3 separate regions of the Hordeum vulgare genome follow, and all the other regions are linked to region 3. A link is a contact called in public Hi-C data. All regions are on one chromosome and are shown on one strand. The core of a region is the stretch at or near the end of the contact, and the rest is flanking DNA. Distances in the headings are between cores, read along the strand shown.

Region 1 (4,439 bases), core at 488-2,987, 770 kb after region 3:
AAATTTAGGGCCCGGGACGAAACACAAATGGAGTCATCAATTTTAAAATTCGAATAACAAAAGAAGTCTCCAAAGCATACCTCAGATTGAAGTGGCCAAGTAATACTTCGTAGCTATCCAAAGAAAATCTCATGTCGAAGCATACATAAATAGCTTAAACATGGCAAAAAAATACAAATAATAATAAGGGATACAAATGATATCAAATCAATAGTTTGGTTCATCCATTCCTGTCATATGTGTAGACATTCCAGTCGTTGCGGGGCACCAAACATGGAATAAAATTGATATAAAAATACATAAATTCAGGTTTAATCCTACATACTCACATTTATTTTTAGTTCAAAATCAGTTAATTGTTCAAATGAATCAATTTAGAAATTAACACATACAACATGTGAGTTCAAACTTCGAGTGCATCTCCTATTGTTGCTTGCCTTTCTCGGTCCAAGAAATTAGTAAATTACCCAGCGATTACTCGTTGTGGCAATGAGGATCACCGGTGTTTCTTGGCTTTGGAGTGGTAGCTTGTCTTCGGTGTAGCGGAGGAAAGGCCAGCGTCCAGCAGTTGGACGGAGGACGAGAATCACTTCCACGCATGGTATGCTGGTGCTAGCATGGAGCATCTAGTAGGGTAGCTGGACTCGGGAGAGCGGTCGTCGGTGACGCTCTACAGAATACCAGCAATTGTGGATTCACTGCACGGGACCATGCGAGGTCGTGAGAGGTGGCGGCGAGGGACTCGTGGAGCGGTCACCACCCTAGGGCTCAGGCTGTAGCGGGCCAAGCACATGGTTTACCTTCATGGTTTTTTCAATTGGGGGCCCCATGATTTTGGGGGCCTGTGCGGTCGGCCACCTTGGTCCCCCTCATCAGCGCGGTCGGTCACCTTGGTCCCCCTCATCAACGGGATTGTATATCATATTCGTCAGTATTCATTGCCTTGTATGTGGCAATTAACTTTGTTGGGCATAGAAGACCAGGAGTTTGGAGAAGAATTTTCGATGACGTTTAAATTAGGATACTTTCCCAGTTAATGTGCATCTTCGAAGTTGATTCCTACTCCTTGTGTTTCATTTGAACACTCATCCGGAGGGGCATTATGTAACAGATGTAAATTCTATTTCCTTCATTCCTAATATAAATTTTTAGGAGTTTCCATACGAACTGCATCAATTCAGGTTCACTATAGACATAATATACAGCGTACATTCATTCTTTTTTACTTTGTATGTGGTTCCTAATAAAATGTGTAAAACAATATATTTAGAAAAGAAAGAGTAAATAATAATAATAAAAAATTGAGGAAGAGTAGATAATAGTTGGGTGTACGCAGTTATGATTTCAGCGTTTCTTGGCTTTCCTCTCGTTCCCGTTTCACGCACCGCGGGTGGCGTTGCTTTTGCGCGGGTGCGGCCGCCGGGCTCACCACGACGCCGCGGGCCGAGCACGCGTGCACTCAGTGCCTGACGCCGCGTGTAATCCGTAGTGGAGGAGGCCAGACTAGCAACGTCGGCATCTGTGATCCGTCCCTACGACAGCTATGGTGTCGCACGCACCATGGTTACCAGAGAAAAAGGGCAATCTTTTCCCTAATGGTGAGAGACGGCTACCAACCGCTCTCAAACGGCTGGACACTCATCGGCGGCGCCACGTAACGGTGGATGGACGGCCGAGGCCATGTTGCCCCCGAAGGCCCGAACCCAACCAGTTTCTGCAGCACCACGCACGCGGCATTCTGTGGGCCAGCTCCGTTGCTCCAGCGTTCACATGAGGAGGCGCACGGGCCCGTGCGCTCTCGTATTTGGACACTAGTGCTCGTCTGAGAGTCCTCCTCCACCCCGGAAGGCCCCTCTGTTCACCGCACACGATTAGCAGGGGCATCGGTGAGGAAGATGACGACGAGGAGAAGGCCCTTCAAGGTCCCTGAGATGGCGCTGAGGGTGTGCGTGATCCCCCTCGCCTTGGCCTCCCTGTGGGAGATGGCCACCAACAAGCAAGCCGATGACACCTACGGGGAGATCAGCTTCTCCAACCTCTCAGGCTTCAAGTGAGCCTGCATAACCTCGTTTTTTGTTGTTGTTGTTGTTGAAATCCTGCTTGTGTTACGGATTCGGTTGTTGATTACTTAGGCTAATTTTTCCCGCGAGTACAGTACATGCCGTTTGGAGTTTGGATATGCTGGTTTCAGTTCCACATGAGATTACCTTTAGATTGTACTGCCTATAGCTTGTTTGCCGACTGAATTTCGCACATATCCACTGGTTAAGAAAAGATTTTTTTTCCCTGTCTTTCTTGCAGGTATTTAGTTTGCATCAACGCCGTCACTGCCGCCTATTCCGTGGCCTCCATCCTAATGCCATCCTTCAAGTCCCGCGCTCGCTACGATTGGCTGATTTTCCTCCTGGACCAGGTCCGATCATCACCATCTCGTTTCTCTTTTGCAATTTCAGATTCATCTTCACTAGTCTATGCGGGTAAAAAGCTAAGTACTACCTACAGTGCTAAGTTGCTAACGATTGAAAGCTTGGCGTCGCGCGCGCGGCCGGTGCAGGCGGCGGCGTACCTGCTGGTGACATCGTGCTCAGCGGCGGCGGAGCTGGTGTACCTCGCGAGGGAGGGCGACCGGGAGGTGTCGTGGGGCGAGGTGTGCTCCTACTTCGGTCGGTTCTGCGGCAGGGCCACCGTGTCCGTGGCGCTGCAGGCCGCCGCGCTGCTCTGCTTCGTCGCGCTCTCCCTCGTCTCCGCCTTCCGGGTCTTCCGCGAGTTCGACGGCCCTGCTGCTCATGTTGATTGCTCCGAGGACTCTGACTCCAAGCAGGCGCAAGAGCAAGGAGCAAGGTAGATGATCCATGATGAACAATCACTGATATTAGTGCAGTGCAGCCACATGTGAAATACTGTGAAATAATAAACTTTATAATTGGTGTTGGCCTTCTGAGTCTTGTCACATGTCATAGTAACATGCATTGTCCAACTTTTTTTTTTGGGGGGAACATGCATTGTCCAACTACTCTGTACATGCCATGACAAGCAATGAACAGTGTAAGAGCAAGAACTATGCTCTCACGAGAAAACAGATATTAGTGCAGTGCAGCCACATGCTGACAAAATAGGACCAGTCACACGATTAACATCGGGTACGAAGTGAGATGAGATTCCTGTTTCGTCTGTCACAACTGATCACTGGTTCTAGCAGTAATCAAGCCACGAGTGGAATTATCCTGCGACAAACTTGATCGGGCGCTGTTCTCCATGGCCACCACTATCACGATTAACGACGGTAGGCTCGCGCGTTTTTGGCATGATCGTTGGCTGCAGCCTGCAGGGAATGTGTACAATATTCAGTTCTGCCCAAGCATGGGCTGCTCTCACCGCTTGGGGGACGGGCAGCCACAACTAGAACATCACTTGTATGCTGATGACTTGACGCTTTTTGTGAATCCGGTTCAAGAGGACGACTGATCCTAATCCTATTCCAGGAGGTAACTGGCCTACGTACCAATTTTGCAAAGAGTGTTGCGTTGTCAATCCGTTGTGATGGTCTTGACCTCCAACAAGTGTTGCTGCCACTCGGGGTCCCAATTGGCACCTTTCCTTCTACCTACCTTGGGATGACGCTTTCTATCAAGAAGCTACAAAAAAATCATTACCTCAACATCATGTCCAAGTTTAACAACAAAATGACGGGATGAAAAGGCAAGCTAATGTCCAAGGGGAATATGTTGATCCTTGCGAAAGCGGTTCTTCAATCCCTCCTTGTCTACATGCTCTCATCGCATAAACCTCCAAAATGGCTACTAAAATGATTTGACCAACGCACTAGAGCCTGGTTTTGGTGTGCCGAAGAAGAATGCAATGCAGGACAATGCAGGGTAAGATGGGACGTCATCTGTCGCCCAAAACAGCTTGGAGGAGTTGGGATGCATGACATGGAAAAGTTTGCACCTGCATTCAGATTAAGATGGATTTGGCTACGATGGATTGATGCCAAAATTCCGATTGTTGGCGCAGGAGGACCATGTGATGATAGAGATTTTGCTATATTTGCCGGTGCTACTAAAGTCACCATAGGAGATGGAAAAACAACACTTTTTTGGAAGGATGCATGGCTACATGGGATGGCACCAAGGGATATTGCACCAAAACTGTTTGAGGGCTCATCCAGGAAAGGAAGAACCATCCATGATGCGTTGTCGCGGGATAACTGGGTCCACGATCTCGAGCGCAACTGGCGTGACGATATGATTGATGAGCTTATTAGCCTCTCCAATATGTTAGATCAAACTCATCTGAGCCCGACGGTTAACGACTCCATTGCATGGAAGTTGACAACTCATGGTACATACTCTGCCAGGTCAGCATATCACTTTCAATTCAAGGGTATGATCAACTACAAACTATACACCTCGGTATGGCGGACCTGGGCGCCTCCCAAG
Region 2 (4,133 bases), core at 899-3,398, 710 kb before region 3:
GAACGTTAGAATCTATCACACCCGATCATCACGTGGTGATTCGATACAACGATCCTTCACAATGGTGCACACTTAGGGGAATACTTATCTCGAAATTTGATGAGGGATCATCTTATCTTTGCTATCGTCGTTCTAAGCAATAAGATGAAAAACATGATAAACATCACATGCAATCATATAGTGACATGATATGGCCATTATCATCTTGCGCCTTTGATCTCCATCTTCGGGCGCGGCATGATCATCATTGTCACCGGCATGATGATCTCCATCACTATGTCTCCATGAAGTCATCTCGCCAACTATTACTTCTACTACTACGGCTAACGGTTAGCAAAGTAAAGTAATCACATGGCGTTGCATCTCATACAATAAATTAAGACAACTCCTATGGCTCCTGTCGGTTGTCATACTCATCGGCATGCAAGTCGTGAATCCTATTACAAAAACATGATCAATTTCATACATCACATATATATCATCACATCCTTTTGGGCCATATCACATCACATAACATACCCTCCAAAAACAAGTTAGACGTCCTCTAATTGTTGTTGCAAGTTTTACTTGGCTGCTATGGGTTTCTCGCAAGAACGTTTCTTACCTATGTCACATCCACAACGTTGATATGCCAATGCTATTTACCCTTCATAAGGACCCTTTTCATCAAATTCAATTCGACTAAAGTGGGAGAGACAGACACCCGCTAGCCACCTTATGCAACAAGTGCATGTGAGGCGGTGGAACCAGTCTCACATAAGCGTACGTGTAAAGTCGGTATGAGTCGCTTCATCCCACAATACCGCCGAAAAAATATTGGACTAGTAACGGCAAGCAATTGACAAAATCATCGCCCACACTTTTGTGTTCTACCCGTGCATGGAATCTACGCATAGAACCTGGCTCTGATACCACTGTTGGGTAACGTAGTAGTAATTCAAAAAAATTCCTACGTCATACCATGATCTATCTAGGAGAAACCAGCAACGAGTGGGGTTGTAGAGCATCTTCATACCTTTGAAGATCGCTAAGCGAAAGCGTTAATATGAACGCGGTTGATGGAGTCGTACTCGCAGCGACTCAGATCGTGAAAGATTCCAATCTAAGCAGCAAACAACGGCGCCTCCACGTTCAACACACGTGCAGCCCGGTGACGTCTCCTTCACCTTGATCCAGCAAGGAGAGAGGAGAAGTTGAGGAAGAGCTCCAGCAGCACGACGAGAGGTAACGGTGGAGCTATGCAGTTCTCCGACAGGGCTTCGCCAAGCACCGTGAAGGAGGAGAAGAGGGAGAGGTAGGGCTGCGCCTTGGAGGGGTGTGGAGGTGTGTGCAGTCCTCCCAAACCCCTCTCTATATATAGGAGGGAGGGAGAGTAGTAATTCAAAATTTATCACACCTAGGGTTTACATCAGACCTGGATTTTTGTATCTCTTCAACGTCTAGCCTAGAAATCTCCGGGGCGAGATTCTTGTAAGGCGAGTAGGTCTGTCACACTCTATGTTTTGCCTTTCCTGACTAAATTAACATAGCTCAAAAATTAGGACCAAATATTTTTTGTGTGTGCTTTTGATGCTTGACTTGATTGTTGTTTGCTTGCTTGCTTGACCATGCTCTAAATCACAAAGGTTCTCCCTTCTCTCTATACCAATCTCCTTGCTCCAAATCTTTGCCCAATGACCATACCATGTGTATTGAACATGAAACTATTTTTTACCAACTAGGAGTATTATTTTGGCCAAAAAGAATTTATTTATTTTACATTTTCAAAAACTCCTGAATTAAGATTTGTACTACATGTCCTCAAATTAGGAAAGATGTTTTGCCTTAAATATTTTATTTAAATCCTACTCCCTCTGTCCCAAAATAACCGTCTCAACTTTATACTAGCTCTAGTACAAAATTGTACTAAGCTTAAGACACTTATTTTGGGACGGAGGGAGTATTATCAAAAGATGTATAATACACCAAAATATTATCTCAATACACTTTTCAATTTATAAGTTGTTGATTTATTTGGAACCAAAGAGACACTTAACCAACTTCACCTTCCTTCTCCCTGGGTAGCTCTGCCCTGAAACGGGAGACCGCACGTTACCATTTCAGTAGCATTTTATCGCTACCCTCACCCCACCCGACTACCACGCCAGTACTAGTAGCCAGTAGGAGGAAGAAAAGGGAAAAGAAAAGGAGGGGAAGATAGTACTGCTGCCGTCTTCGAGGCTTCACCGCGAGGAGGCGAAGGCGAAGCGAAGCAACGAATATATCGCCCAGGGCAACTGGGCGCGATAGAATATTTCGTGGGGAGGAATAGTACCCCGCAATTGGATGGATCTATGAGTAAGTAGCAGATTTTTAATAGCTCCGCCCGCGGATTAGCTAGCTAGCTAGCTAGCCGTGTTGGATTGGATCGAGGAGGAGGAAGAAGAAGAGGCTCCTCGAAACCCTCGCCGCGCCGGATGCCCCCTCGCTGCCGCCGGACATGTCACGCATGAAGCACCTCCTCCGCAAGCTCCACCTCTCCGGCGCCGGCGCTGGCAACGCCAGCGCCGGCGGGGCCACTGCGGCGACCCCGTCCCCCGACCACCACCGCCCGCGGCAACGGCGCTCGGCCCACTCGCCTCTGCCGCCGCCGGTCGTGGCCGCCGCGGCTGTTGCCGAACTTCCGCTGCCCGCCCCGGCTGCTGCGGCGCCCGAGGAGCCGACGGGGATGGGGGTGGAGACGACCATGACGCGCTTGGAGGAGGAGTACCACGTGCGGCTCGCCCTCGCGATCTCGGCGTCGGATCCCGCGGGGCTCGTCGATCCGGACTCCGTTCAGATGCGCGCGGCCGAGCGCATCAGCCTGGGTGGCCCGGCAGCCGCGCCTGGGGACCGGACCACCATGGAGGCCCTCTCCGCCCGCTACTGGAACCACAACGTCGTCAACTACGATGAGAAGCTCTCCGATGGGTTCTACGACGTCTGTGGCGCACCCATGGATCCGGGATTCCAGGTCAAATTCCCATCCTTGAGCAGCCTCAGGGCGATCCCTGTAGGGCGAGATGTCGCTTATGTCGCCATTTTGGTGAACCGGGAGCGTGATCCCACGTTGAAGCGCCTTGAGGGGACAGCAATTGCGATTGCTGCACAAAGTAGGGCAGAACGCGGTGGAATTGCGTCAGCTGAGCTTGTACAGAAGATAGCTAGCCTAGTAGTTGATGCCATGGGTGGTGTGGTGGAGGATGCTGATGCGATGAACAGGGAATGGTCCACAAAGAGCCGGCAGCTCTGTGCTGGGCTAAACAGTATTGCCCTTCCTCTTGGTTCACTTGGAATTGGGCTCTCGCGCCACAGATCTCTGCTTTTTAAGGTTAGTACCTCTGCAAGTGTCCTGTGTTCATGTGACCGATAACGTACCACATTACATTATATCTCGACTGTAGCAAATGTGGAATTGGTTGATGCTAATAATTCCCAGTCACATCGCATAGTTTGTATTGTGTAACTGCTGTTTAGAGTATTTACTTTTGAAGATTAGTTGCCTAACAACCAAGATAACTAGTGAAGAAGTTATGGTAGTCGAATAAAGTAGTTATCGTAGTTTGCTATGCTTCGTTGATTCATGGATCTGCTGCACCAGATGCATAGTTTAAAAGGGCTGCAATTCTGGATCATGGATTTGCTGCACCATACATGTAGTAGATGCCGTAAGATTATTCATTTAGTTTTTTTATTGCCTTCTGTAGTGGAAAGTTTTGCTATTCAGTAGGATCCCCTGAGCAAGAAAACAACTCATCAAAATGGTTTCAGGTACTAGCTGACCGAGTTAATCTCCCATGCAAGCTTGTCAAAGGAATATGTTATACTGGAACAGATGAAGGTGCTATTAACTTTGTTAAAATCGACTTTGACAGGTCTGTTCCTTGTATTATTTCTAACTATCTTTTCGTATTTGATCTTTAGTATATTTAATCTATTGACGTACAAAAACAATCTTATGGGGCTTTTGCAGTGCTGAATATATTGTCGACTTAATGGGAGCTCCAGGCACCTTAATACCTTCAGAGATTTCTGTCAGTCAATTTCAGGACTCCAACAATAGTCAACTGAGCAGTGACGCCATTGAAGAGAGTGTTGCAGAACTATGCATAGCT
Region 3 (4,318 bases), core at 1,548-4,047:
CCCCTAATGAAATCTTTAAAAAAACTTATTTAGGAACGGAGGGAGTACAACACAAATATGTGGATGCTTGTGCCTTTGCAGGCTTGCGGATCAGTAGAGAGGGTTATGGAGCTTGTATACATGTTTAAGCTAATTTGGTGCAGAAAAATAGAACGGCTAATAATTTACGTACCGACCGGTGCCTGTAGTAGTTCTGTAGCAAGTTGCCAGGACACACATCTCCCAACATCAAGGGTTCATGTGTCCCACATGCATGCGTGCATGCATGCATAGCCATGAGGGAGAATGTTTGTGTCCGAAAAAGGTGGAAAGTATGAGAATACCTGACAAAAAGTAGATCACAATACACAATTAGCTGACATATGTTATAACAGTAACGATATATCATATACTTTCTCTGTTCCTAAATATTTGTTATTGGAAAGAAGTAGACTAGTTTTCCTCAACAACAAATATTATGATACAGAAAAAGTATATCGTAAACCACAGCCAATATGATGCACAGTAGTTTCTTCTTCCCACATCGATCCTTTCCACATTGTGAGCTCCAAAAGAAAAACGAAGAGCTTACGGAAATATGTTTTATTACATAATATGGTACTACAAAAGAAGGAACACAATTTATACTGGCTTAAATAACGGCAGCAGAGCAAAGAAAGGAAAGAAAACTGTAAAACAAAAAACTCACCCTCATGGCAAATCCGGGTTACTACATACTACTACTATCGAGCTTGTTCGCTTATTACCCTAGACATGTGATCACCCTCCTCTCTTCCTCTCCCTCTTCCTCCCTCTTCTCTCTATCCGTACGCCCTGATCGACCGATCTCCTCAATAACAGAAAACAATAAGATCACAAGATACAGAAAATATAACAAGACTAATATACTCGTGATATGCAAATCAAGTTGCATTCATCGGTGTCTAGTGTCTACTAGCTAGCTAGCTAGCTAATACTAGCTGCGAACAAGACCGCAGGATAGGGTCATGAGCAGCATGGCAGCGTCGGTGATCTCGTCTCGCACGAAAACGTGAGTGAACGCTGCCGGCGGATCGGCTTTGCTCAGTCTCTCCACCGTGGCGACGTCCTCGGACACAACGTGATCTTGATGCTTCGGAGTGGCGTCGACAGCCACGACCTTGGTGGAGGTAACGGTAGGATGATCAACCATCTTGCACCTCTTCTTGAAGGGCAGCGACCGGTCGAGGTCCGCAGCCCTCTTCTCCTTCTTTGTGGCCTTCACCGCTTGTGATGCTTCGCTTGTTTGCACGCCCCCGGACGCCACCCCGCCACTGGAAGCAGATGCCACCCCACCGTTGGCTCCGGTGGCCGCCGCTGCAGCCATCGCACGGCGAACCTTCCTTTGGCGTATGCCACATGCGTTGCAAAGAGACTGCATGAACCAATAGACGCATGAAAAAAGAACACTCAAATAAATATATGCGTGTAATTTGTACTACTGTGTTATATGTACTACATGTTAATATGAAGCAAATTAAAGTACATAGATTGAGCAGGTATAGATCATGAAGGTTGCCTATAGCAATATGTTTCACCTTGGGGCCACAAGGACCACTCCTCCACAAGGGGGTCTTGGTGGTGTTGCAGTCTGAGCACACTCTGATAACACCCATGGCATGCTGCAGCTGCTGGCTCTCATCAGCTTGGTGTGCTTGTGCCCTTCTCCTTGGCTTTCTCACCATCCCTCCTTGGGGATCATTCGTTGGCGCCTTTCTCATGATCCTCATCTTCACTGGCGGTTTGGCAGATGCCCACTGACTGGTCGATCCATCGCTAGCATGTGTGGCTTCGAAATCATAGGAATTGTATGAGGATCTCTGGATCATGTCACTGCCGATGCTTTGGATGGTAGGTCCGAACGGGGAACATGTGGCGAAGACGTCCGCAGATCCTCCGCCCATCATCATGCGATCATTGAACTAGAAGAGAAGAGAAATGCAAGCCAGGGAGCAGGATTATAAGAAGAGCTTGCTCGTACTAAAACCGCTGGAACACATCGATCTAGACATATGTATAGCTAGCTAGTTGTGATCCCCCTCACCTGCTGACTAGATTCACCAAAAAGATGCTGCCCCGAGTGCTGGTCTCCACAGCCTTGCCCTTGATGATCCACAGGGTTGTCGATCATGAAAGGGAACAAGATAGGAGGGTCCTTGGGTAGATGAAAGGCTTGAAAGTGCCCTTGATCTTGATCTCCATCCATTAGAGGGAGAGTAGATAGCTGGCTCATGTAGATAGTAGACATGTGAGAGGAGAGGAGGAACGAGAACGAGAACGAGAGATCTAGCTCTCAAGCTATCTGCAGGTGCTGTGAGCAGAGGTGGAAGAGATCAGGGTGGATATAAGGGGGACGCAGCTAGTTAGGGGTGGAGAGGTGTGTAGAGATCTGCAGTTGGAGGGGCAATTTACGGGGGCCCAGAGTGATCATGGACAGTGGAGAGTGACACGTCCTTTTTTTTGTAAAGGGGAGCTATTGGGAGCCAAGAGCTACTATCAAGCTAACATCTCTCTATATCTCTCTCTAGCTTGCACCTAGGGGGGACTTAGAAGGAAGTCTGTGATCCCTTTACTAGAGTGAGAAACAAAGTGAGAACTGGGACACAGCACGGGAAATTATAGGGATGAGGAAGCAAAAGTCGAACAAACACGTTATTAGACACTCTGCATGCAAACATTCGTTCCCAAGCTCAACCAAGATCCCATGCAACTGCAGCATGTGCCCCCCGCGGCCCACTCCTATGTTAAAAGTGTTTCTCATTTCAAGCAAACATACTGTTTGTAGATACTACTAAAAGTTCTCATCTTAGGCGCATTGAAAGCCTGAGGATTCACACATTTAGGTTAGTCCGGCAAAGAAGCACATTTTCTGCTTTGGATCCTTGGCGAAAAATGGTGGCTCTGAGATACGTTTTTAGCTGGATAAGTGGTTAGAAAATGTCACATTCTAGGAACAGTATCTAGCCTTATACCGTATTATACTCCCTCGGTTCCTAAATATAAGTCTTTTTAGAGATTTCATTTTATTTTTTTGAGAAACCAGCAGAAGCTCTGCCTTTTCATTAAAAAGAAGAGAATTGACCAGTTAATAAGGAAAACTGGCCGAAAACCGATACATAAGCAATGCACACACCGACCCCGAGGCCGCGCCCCTGACAAGTCGCCGACTCCTTCACCCGAGCAACCAGAGTTGACGCCCTACAACCATTTCCGGAGCCGCCGCTCCGACCTACAAAAGCAACAACACACACGCCGACCCCAGGGCCACGCCTCAGGCGAGCCGCCTGCTCCTCACCCGAGGATTACATACGGAGCAAAATGAGTGAATCTACACTCTAAAATAGGTCTATATACATCCGTATGTAGTTTGCATTGGAATCTCTAAAAAGACTTATATTTAGGAAAGGAGGAAGTAGGAGATAAGAATCATATTATTGCACAATTAATCAGCTCCTCTCACGAAGATATATATTTAGGTACGATTTGATTGGCCCTTGTCTAGTGTCATGGCAACATCTTCTATCCTGCGGTTAACATAGCACAAGGACAAGATTTGTTCCGCTTAAATCTAACTACAAATATGACATTTAAGATGACTAAGTGCGCGAGAATCATGGTGCCATCATCCACACCCAAAATTACCGGGATACGCCACCAATTCCCTCAGCGGGGCTTCAGTTCGGCCTAAAGTAAAAGATGTCGCCCGAGTGTGTAACCCTTTGAAGGACACAGCTACTGCAAGAGGTCGGGTTCAGGCCTTCTAAGAGCTTAAGGGCCAAGGTGCGGGAAAGAGGAAGACAGGGGCCTGTCAGAGGTCTCGAAGAGCACTTCTGTGACCTTCGCCACGCTCGGGGGCTACTGACGATGTCATACAACAGGGGTGGTCCATTAGGAAGAGCCCGACCCTAGGCCTCGTTAGGGGCCCCAAAGCCCAAGTCCGAGCAAAACCCTAAGGGTAGCGTCAAGGATCTTCTTGACGCCCAAGACGCAGATCATAGGTGCCCTAGATCGCATTTGTTCCCCCGTAAACCATAGACCTCCTCCATCTATATAAGGGGAGGTCAGCAGTCCTTCATCCCGTCTTATTTCAGATAGCAACTCTCGGTAGCAACATCAAACACCATTGTAAACCCCTCGCACAAGGTATTCCTCCACCATAAAATATCAGAGCGAGCAGGATGTAGTGTATTACTCTACGGAGGCCCGATCCTGAGTAAAACCTTTGTGCGACCTCCGACCTGAAACTTCCGGCTGCAGTTGGACCCCTACCGAGGGATCTGATGGTATTTCGCACCGTCGG

The links. A called contact is a pair of places that touch in the nucleus more often than the background predicts.
Region 1: a contact with region 3 is called in a Hi-C map of leaf, with 3 times the contacts expected there. The contact joins the promoter of LOC123404456 here to the promoter of LOC123404827 in region 3. A contact is called at or near these places in 2 of 6 Hi-C or Micro-C datasets (leaf and seedling).
Region 2: a contact with region 3 is called in a Hi-C map of leaf, with 4 times the contacts expected there. The contact joins the promoter of LOC123401002 here to the promoter of LOC123404827 in region 3. A contact is called at or near these places in 3 of 6 Hi-C or Micro-C datasets (leaf and seedling).

The regions. Positions count from the first base shown.
Region 1 is chr6H:201,311,070-201,315,508 of MorexV3_pseudomolecules_assembly, reverse strand. LOC123404456 (CASP-like protein 2D1) reads left to right here and starts at 1,737. Exons shown (of 3, transcript XM_045098389.1): 1 at 1,737-2,050; 2 at 2,302-2,413; 3 at 2,555-2,941. The coding sequence starts at 1,896. The coding sequence ends at 2,845.
Region 2 is chr6H:202,792,313-202,796,445 of MorexV3_pseudomolecules_assembly, reverse strand. LOC123401002 (probable serine/threonine-protein kinase SIS8) reads left to right here and starts at 2,148. Exons shown (of 12, transcript XM_045094718.1): 1 at 2,148-3,349; 2 at 3,790-3,893; 3 at 3,992-4,133. The coding sequence starts at 2,480.
Region 3 is chr6H:202,078,356-202,082,673 of MorexV3_pseudomolecules_assembly, reverse strand. LOC123404827 (protein CYTOKININ-RESPONSIVE GATA TRANSCRIPTION FACTOR 1-like) reads right to left here and starts at 2,797. Exons shown (of 3, transcript XM_045098771.1): 1 at 2,063-2,797; 2 at 1,557-1,940; 3 at 568-1,393. The coding sequence starts at 2,266. The coding sequence ends at 956.